Linked DNA regions of Mus musculus: region 2 is linked to region 1. The links are chromatin contacts, called in public Hi-C maps. All regions are on one chromosome and are shown on one strand. Each heading gives the region's core, a stretch centred on a gene start, on an enhancer-like site or on the middle of the called end of the contact. The rest is flanking DNA. Distances are from core to core; before and after follow the strand shown.

The links. A called contact is a pair of places that touch in the nucleus more often than the background predicts.
Region 2: a contact with region 1 is called in a Hi-C map of cortical neurons, with 4 times the contacts expected there. The contact joins the enhancer-like site here to the promoter of Slc22a23 in region 1. A contact is called at or near these places in 10 of 39 promoter capture datasets (the 3T3-L1 cell line, 3T3-L1-derived adipocytes, cranial neural crest and 5 more), 21 of 484 Hi-C or Micro-C datasets (the AML12 cell line, LSK cells, the N1E-115 cell line and 11 more), 11 of 115 datasets of contacts at active chromatin or transcription factors (SST interneurons, VIP interneurons, astrocytes and 8 more) and 2 of 9 other capture datasets (adipose tissue and liver).

What each region holds. Positions count from the first base shown.
Region 1 is chr13:34,343,428-34,347,418 of GRCm38.p6, reverse strand. It overlaps Slc22a23 (solute carrier family 22, member 23), which reads left to right and starts at 2,201. Exons shown (of 10, transcript NM_001382849.1): 1 at 2,201-3,260. The coding sequence starts at 2,622.
Region 2 is chr13:34,857,728-34,861,718 of GRCm38.p6, reverse strand. No RefSeq gene overlaps it. Among named protein-coding and RNA genes, the nearest start is that of Gm36839, 16 kb to the left of the region's middle. Within about 2 kb of position 2,083, at least 12 of the 459 cell types and tissues checked have an H3K27ac peak or open chromatin away from gene starts, as enhancers often do. A contact at or near this core is called in VIP interneurons, cortical neurons and ventral hippocampal neurons, where this site is marked.

The sequences.
Region 1 (3,991 bases), core at 952-3,451:
TATGTAACGTATACAGGATGCTTTGGTATTTATGTATGTAGCAAAGTGATTACTCGTCAAATAGTATCTGTCACTCCTTTTAAACAAACACTGTTGTAAACTCTTCTGTGGTTGGTAATCTGTTCCTACATGTTGAAATGAAAGAACCCTCGAGGTTAGATGACTAGGGATCTAAAACCAGTGGTTTGTCAAGCATCTAACGCTCACTTCATCTCAGCCCTGGAGGAAAGAATTGAATGACTGTGGATCTGAAAGCAACCCCCTCCAAAGTTCCCCATGATTCTTCTCCCAATTAGATGAGCCATTGCTAAGATCAATGGCTGTGTTTTGCAGTGACTTACAAAGTTTCAGCTAGGTTCCTAGTGAGCAGCTGAGCAAAGGAGTCAGACCCAGACACGGAGCAGGCTTCCTTTGAAAGAACCAACACGGAAGGGGAATGAGAGAAAGCCTGGCTTGTTACATTTCAGTCAGATAAGAAAATGTAGGTTGTGTGCAGAGGGTGGAGTCAGTAATAAATATCTAACATTCATTCATTGAATGCTGACTCTGTTCTGTTGGGGTGTGGGGTGAGCGCGTCCCAAGGATTAGCTCTTCAAGTGATGAGGGGAAGAAAAGTTAAACTAACCAATAAAGTGAAATTAGGAGAAGAAGGTGGAGGAAGAGGGTAGAGGGGGAAGGGGAGGGGGAGGAAGAGAAGGAGGAAGAGAAGATCACATGTATTGGCAGGTTGCACTGTCACTCCTGATTTTGAAAATAATACTTTATTAGATTATAATCATTATACTGCATGATGGGTTTCATAATGACATTCTCACTCAAGTATGTCATTAAATGTGCTTAAATTTCCAGACTGGGTTTCCCAGACCTTTAGTGTCTTCTGCAGCCTGTGTCTCTTCCGTCTATTGTTATCTAATCTCCCCTTCCCAGCCACTCAGGAAAATTCACAGTTGGGTTCCCCAAAGTCCAGCTCTCTGGCAGTCTTCAGAAATAGTTCTCTCCACGTGTCAGAATTTCAGCAGTAAGTACATGTTGACTGGAACATTGAGCTGCATGCTTAAAAAAAAAAAGTCTCCCACTAAATTATACAACATGCAGCTGAGAAAATAACGGAGATGCTTAAAGAACGCATTCCATACATGTACTCGCAGGATATGCTTTTGGGAAAAGAACGCGAGCTTCCTTCCCCTGTGCTAAATAAGACTAGAGATAGATTGCTCCATTTAAGATTTCCATTAATTCCATTAATAAACTTCTCAGAATATGAAATGTCTCGAGAATGTAGTGAGGCTAAGATGAAAGCCGCATAATTCTCACTGGTGTCAGGCCTGGCACGCAGGAGAAGATATGCTAATGCGGCCGTTTGCCGCAGGGCTGGTGTTATTTATATAGTGCTAGCTGGGCAAGGCTGGCTCTGGAGTCTGGAGTGCCAAGAGCATTTGGATCTCCTGTGAGGTGTAGATGTGTGCGCGCCTGTGCGCAGAGCATAGGAATTGTGATTCCGAGACCTTGGGGAGGGGGTGGGGCAGGCCGCCCTCATTCACGTTTGTATCGAGTGTGTGGCTTCTGTTGAAGGTCTAGCCTTCTAGAGTTGTGTTTATTTGACATTCATTCTGGAGCACAGAAAGAAATGGCGATTTGGGGCGGGTGCTGCAGTAGGTCGTGTGTGACCCAGCGTTGTAAGGGGCTGTCATCCTAAAATTGGCAAACATGCCTCCTTGCCCCAGCTCCGTGACCATAAAAAGCTGCCTTATTTGAGTCTGGAAGAAGAACAGAAGGTTGTTCTGGAAGACAGGCAACCCTTGGGCTCAAGACCAGGAGTGGGGTGCCAGCCGCCAGGCACCTCGGAAACGAACAGAGGTCACGGAGAGCCGGTGTGCCCGGGGCGAGGTCCCTTGCGGCTGTGGGACTTGAGACTGGCAGACGACACTGTCCTCTCACTCCCAGCCAGTGCAGACTCCTTGGTGACCCCCGTCCCCCGCGCCCAGAGACCACCAGGGATCTTGCAGCGGCCCGGGTGTCCCTCTCCCCGCCCCTGCGTCTGTCCGGGCGGTGGCGACACGGCCCGGCTGGAGGGGGCGCTCGTGCGCAGGAGCGGCGCAGCAGGTGCCGCGGTTACCTCCACCTCGGCGGGGGGAGAGGGGGCGGGCCGGGGCGGGAGGCGGAGGCCGGCTCGGTGAGCCGAGAGCGCGGCCGGCTCCGCAGGCTGGCTGCGAGCTTGCGGCTTCCGGGAGCGCCCGAAGTCCGTGGAGGATCTCCCAACCCGCGGCCGCCGGCGGCCCCAGCACAACGCGCACCGGTGCCCGCAGGGCCCCGAGTCGCGACAAGGGCGCGGGTCCGGCTCCTCCTCCTCCCCGGCCGGCGCGCATCAGCGGAGAGCCTCGTAGCTAGGCGGGCGCCCGGGCCGCGGCGCGGATGAGCCGCGGCGGCTGAGGACTCGAACGGTTTCTGCCCGGCGCCCAGGGCACGGGGGTGCGCGGGTGACATGGGGGTGGCCTGACTCGCCGGGCCCGGAGCACTCTCTCCGGCCGCGGGCCCTCCTCCTCGGCGGCGGCGCTGTGCCCGGGCGCCCGCCGAGCTCCGCCGCGCTCTATGCGCCTCTGCGGGAGCCGCGGGCCCTGGCCATGGCGATAGACCGGCGGCGTGAGGCGGCGGGTAGTGGTGCCGGGCGGCAGCCGGCCCCGGCGGAGGAGAACGGCTCCCTGCCGCCCGGGGACGCGGCGGCCTCGGCGCCCCTCGGAGGGCGCGCGGGCTCCGGCAGCAGCGCGGAGATCCAGCCACTGCCTGCGCTGCACCCCAGCGGCGGCCCGCACTCGAGCTGCTGCGCGGCGACAGCCGCCCCGAGCCTCCTGTTGCTGGACTACGATGGCTCCGTGCTGCCCTTCCTCGGGGGCCTGGGCGGCGGCTACCAGAAGACCCTGGTGGTGCTCACCTGGATCCCGGCACTGTTCATTGGCTTCAGCCAGTTCTCGGACTCCTTCCTTCTGGACCAGCCCGATTTCTGGTGCCGCGGGGCCGGCAAAGGCACCGAGCTGGCGGGTGCCACTGTCACCGGCCGATGGGGTGACATGGGCAATTGGACCAGCCCCTCGGCCACCCCCTTCTCCACTGCCTCCTGGGGGACCACGAGCAACCGAAGCAACAGCAGCGACACACCACCCCTCCCATCCCCTCCAGGCAAGGGGAACAACGACTCAAATTGCGACTGCCACGCGTGGGACTACGGCATCCGCACTGGTCTCATCCAAAACGTGGTCAGCAAGGTAAGGGCCACGACCGCCGCGTCCCCGCGTTCTTCTTGTGAACCTTTTTCTTCTGACCTCGGTCGCCTCTGCTCTGTGCTCCATCTCTCATTCTCTGCAGACTTAGGTCCAAACCTACCCAGTTGAGGAACCCAAAATGTTAGCCTGTGTACGCACAACCCCGCATTGACTGGGCTCCCGGCTGTCCCTCAAAGGAGATGCTCTTACTTGGATGTGAAGCCAAGGCTTTTTTGCCGCCCTCTGCGGTGCCCGTGACGCTGCATCCGCTTCAAAGAGACCGACTTAGCCTTTTCTAATATCCACACAAACTCCTGTCCCAGTGCACATATGGAAAGGGCTCCCCTCCCCCGAAAGGTTCAAATCCTCTCCTCTATCTAGCTAAGGTGTCAGACTCACTGATGGCTCAGCAGGGGCCCTGGAAGACTCAATCCCTCTTCTAGGGCTTCTCCTTGGAGCCAGGACATAGCCATGTTCTTTCTGCAGGCTGCCTGTCCCTGTGTCTCCCACTAAGAACTAACTATCCAAGAGAAATAGTGTTCTACTCTCAGATATTCTTTCTAGCAGATGTCAGCCTCCCCACACGTGCCTTGAACAGATTAAAGCCAATTGAATCCAAGTTATAGACAAAGAAGCAGAGCCCTTTAAAAAGTTCCCTGGCCAACCCACCCCCACCCCAACCATGAGTTGTCCTTCCCAGAGATCTGACTGTAGACTTTAATGTGTTCCCTCAA
Region 2 (3,991 bases), core at 834-3,333, 510 kb before region 1:
CCAGTCTGAAGTCTCCTCAGACTCTTGATTTACAAGCATCCCTGCCTGTCCCGGTCTCCGCAGTCTCCGGCCTGCGGCATCATGAACGACATAGACACCAAGTCGGGTTCACGCAGCAAATTTACTTCGGGCTTTTTCTTTTACAGCTCTCTTCCCCAGCAGTTTCTTCTTAGGGCAAGGGCTAAACTACTCCTATTATAACAGCTTCTCTTACTCTACTTCTACTCACGGCAAGGGCTAAAACTACTCTTATTCTACTTCTGGCTTCTACCTAGGGCAAGGGCTAAACAACAACTCACTACTAGAGCTGACTCACCTCTTTCTAGCTCCACCCCTCCTCATCCAATCAGAATTCACACACGCTCCAGGCACGTGCTCAGGTCGTTCACAGATAGCAAGGCAGTAAACAAGTGGGTTTCACCGGGCCTGCTGACGCACCCCCCCCCACCCCCCCACCCCCCACCCCCCACCCCCCCCCCCCCCGCTTCCCGCACCTGCCCTGTTTCATTTCCCTTTCACTACTTAAGCCTCTACAGTATATAACTTCTTCCATTTTAGTTAAGTTTTCAGGTTAGTATCCAAAAGAATGAGTCTTATGAATCCATTTTCATACTTCTATCATTATCCTTCTGTCCTTCCATCATGACCTCACCTTCCCTACTGTTGTGTTTTATAGAAGAGAGAGAGAGAGAGAGAGAGAGAGAGAGAGAGAGAGAGAGAAGAAAAAAAAAGGGAAAAAGAAAAGAGAAAAAAGAAAAAAAGAGGAGGCCAGGATATGTTTCACAGAGAGTTGGGTATGGTGAGGTGGGAGGAGTGGCCCAGCAAGCCCAGCTGAGGCATCCCTTTCCCCTGAGGTATCAGCCATATGATGGATATAGTATGGAATAGAGTTTATTTAGTGTGTGGGAAGATAGTAGAGATAGGGGAGAGGAGAGGCTGGCCAGGAACATGTAGTGAGACAGGGGTGAGTGAGAAGAGGTCAGATTGAATAAGAGGGCAAGGAAGGGGCAAACAGCCCCTTTTATAATAAGCCAGGACTACCTGGCTGTTGTCAAGTAACTGTGGGGCAGTGCCTAGAAGGAATTCTAACCTGTGAAATTCTATTTTATTTTAATCATTGGCCACCAAATTAGATATGAGTGGTAAAACATCAGGGATTTTTGTTGGCAGCTGTTTCCCTAACATCTGACAGTATTCAGCATGATAGACATATAATAAATATTTGTTTTATTAATCTCAGCATTGTGAGCCCATAATTTAGCTTCTTTGACAAAAGAAGCTTTAGTTTTTTAAAGTGGATTTATCCAAATATTAATTGTTTTCAGTTATATTTAAACCAAAAAAGATTTATGTCCACTGTAGTGCTACCCCTGTTTCAACCATAAGACATATTTACATTAAACCCTTAATTTAGGACTTAAATGTATCCAACAGACAGAGACTGAATCTACACACGGAATAATTCTCCTTATGAACATTTTAGGGCCAACAAGATGCCTCAGCAGATAAAGGGGCTTGCCTCATAAGCCTGATGGCTTGAGTTTTATCACCAGATCCCACAGTAGAAGGGAAGAATCAACTCCTGAGAGTTAACTCTGACTTCTTTACATGTGCCATGGCAGGAATGTTCCTCCACCCCCCCCCCCCAATAATAATGGTAATAGTAATAATTTTAAAAGAAAACTTTAGGCATTTGATTTGTTTCCACAGTTGTTAACAAACTTTGTTTTTTTTTTTGGGGGGGGGGGGTGTCGTTTCAAGACAGGGTTTCTCTGTGTATCCTTGGCTGTCCTGGAACTCACTCTGTAGACCAGGCTGGCCTTGAACTCAGAAACGCACCGTGGTGGTGGCGGCAGTGGCGCATGCCTTTGATCCCAGCACTTGGGAGGCAGAGGCAGGTGGATTTCTGAGTACAAACATTTAATTTAATAGAATTAAAGAATCTTGCCTGCACCAAAGAAAAAGGCTGTGTCTTAGTGGGATGTTTCTTTCCGGTTTTGGAAAGGAATCCCTGCCAGCAACTCTTTGTCATGGTGACGCTGTGTTCTCGGTCAGAAGGTAGGATCTGGTTTCCTGTGTTTTCTAGGCTTTGGAGATCTGTTTAAGATCTGTGTTTTGGGAGGGAGCATTTCCATGGTTACACTTTTCCCTTCCTTCACCCTTGAAAAACAAGAGCTAGTGGAATGCCCCAGTTCCCAAATCACCACACAGATGTCTTTCTATCGGCCCACACATGAAATTTTGGGCCAAGTTCTATTTCCACGAGTTTATTCCCTCCAATGTTTCTTTGAAATGAAGCAAGGCTTAGATTGGCAAATTAAACAGGGAATGGTCTATATTATATAAATAACCTGAACTCATGTAGAATGGATTTAGAGGTATGGAATATGAAGGGAGAGATTGTTTGGGGGACAGAAATAAATTATAGCTCCAGGCAGCAAACATAAATGTGTGGAGAATTGTGTATTCAGAAGAACTATATTGTGTTTAAAAATAGTGTTCAGTATTTTAAATGTAAAGTTTCATGTTAGACTGTTAAAATAAGCGTGTACACTTTTACTTGGATGAACCACTAAAACTCATGAATTAATGTCAAAGTATATATACAAGTAAGAGATAACAAATATTTGCATGGAAAGGAGTGACCAAAGAAATAATTTTTAAAAATTAGCTTTAGAGATATCTATCTATCTATCTATCTATCTATCTATCTATCTATCTATCTATCTATTTCTCAAAGCAATAATAAGTAGGAGAAAAATGGCATCTGTGTAGCCCTGGCTGCCTGGAATGCACAGAGCGACCTGCCTCAGACTCCTGAGTGTTGGAATTAAAGGCATGCACCTTTATGCCCAACCTTGGCTTATGCTTTGAGGGAATATGGTCCATTCCCCCAATGAACTGGGAGGAGAGGCAGGAGGGCAAACTGTGATGGTGGTATAAAGTAAATAAATTAGTTAACTAAAAAAATGAATTAGGTCATGTTGCATAGAACTAGTTTTTCCTAATGTATCAAGAGTTTTAAGATTGGGGCTGTCTGCATCTATGAAACTGAAAGATCCTATTCATTGGCTCATAAAATTCTCACTGGTCTTTTCATTTAAAAAATGTTTTTCCTTGCTGAGTTTGTTGAAGTGAAATTCATGCCTAATTAAAATGATGCTATTATACTTTTCAAAGGATCCTAATTAAGGATCTTATGTTCCCGAAAGGATCAATATGACAAATGACTAGCAAGCTGCTGCTGTCAACACTGTAGAATCATAAACGCAGCCAGTGAATCGCGAGGGTAAATATTTTTGAAGTCCAAATATCTACACATAACTTTCCTTCTAAATACCTGTCCTTTCTACTAGTCCAAGGACACAATATCACATTTTCATACTAGAGCATATACAGAGCAGAAAGTCCACATGTTTTTTTTTTCTTTTCTTTTCTTATGGCTACTGTGATAATAAGCAAGCTTTAACTGACATACAAAGACAAGAGATCTTTCTGTCACAGAGACACAATTTTAGATTTCATTGGAGACCTTAAAGATACAGCATGAAAATTGTTACAGTCTTCACAATTTGGGTGTAAAATGTCCCCCAAAGTTTCCTATAGTTGAATACTTGATCGCCAGCTGGTGGGGATGTTTTGGGAAGTTTGGGACATGTAGGAAATGGAGCCTCACTAGAGAAAGTAGGCCACTGGGGATGGCCCTGGAGGTTTGCAGCTTGGTCCTGCTCTCTATCTGGTCTCCACTTCCTAGTCTACAAAGACACGCAGAGGTGGAGAATTGTAGCCACACTCTCTCACAGCTGTGGAAATGCTTGTCTCCATGCCTTCCCCTTTCCCCATCTTTTCCAAGGGCCCACAGTCTGAGTCAATACCCCCCTTTGGCTATGCCTTTGTTCTCTACATACACGTGGAAGGACTTATGAATGTCAGGCAGGGCAAGTTTGTGAAAAGCTTTGTCCATCTCAGGAGTCCAGTTCAAAGTATTCTC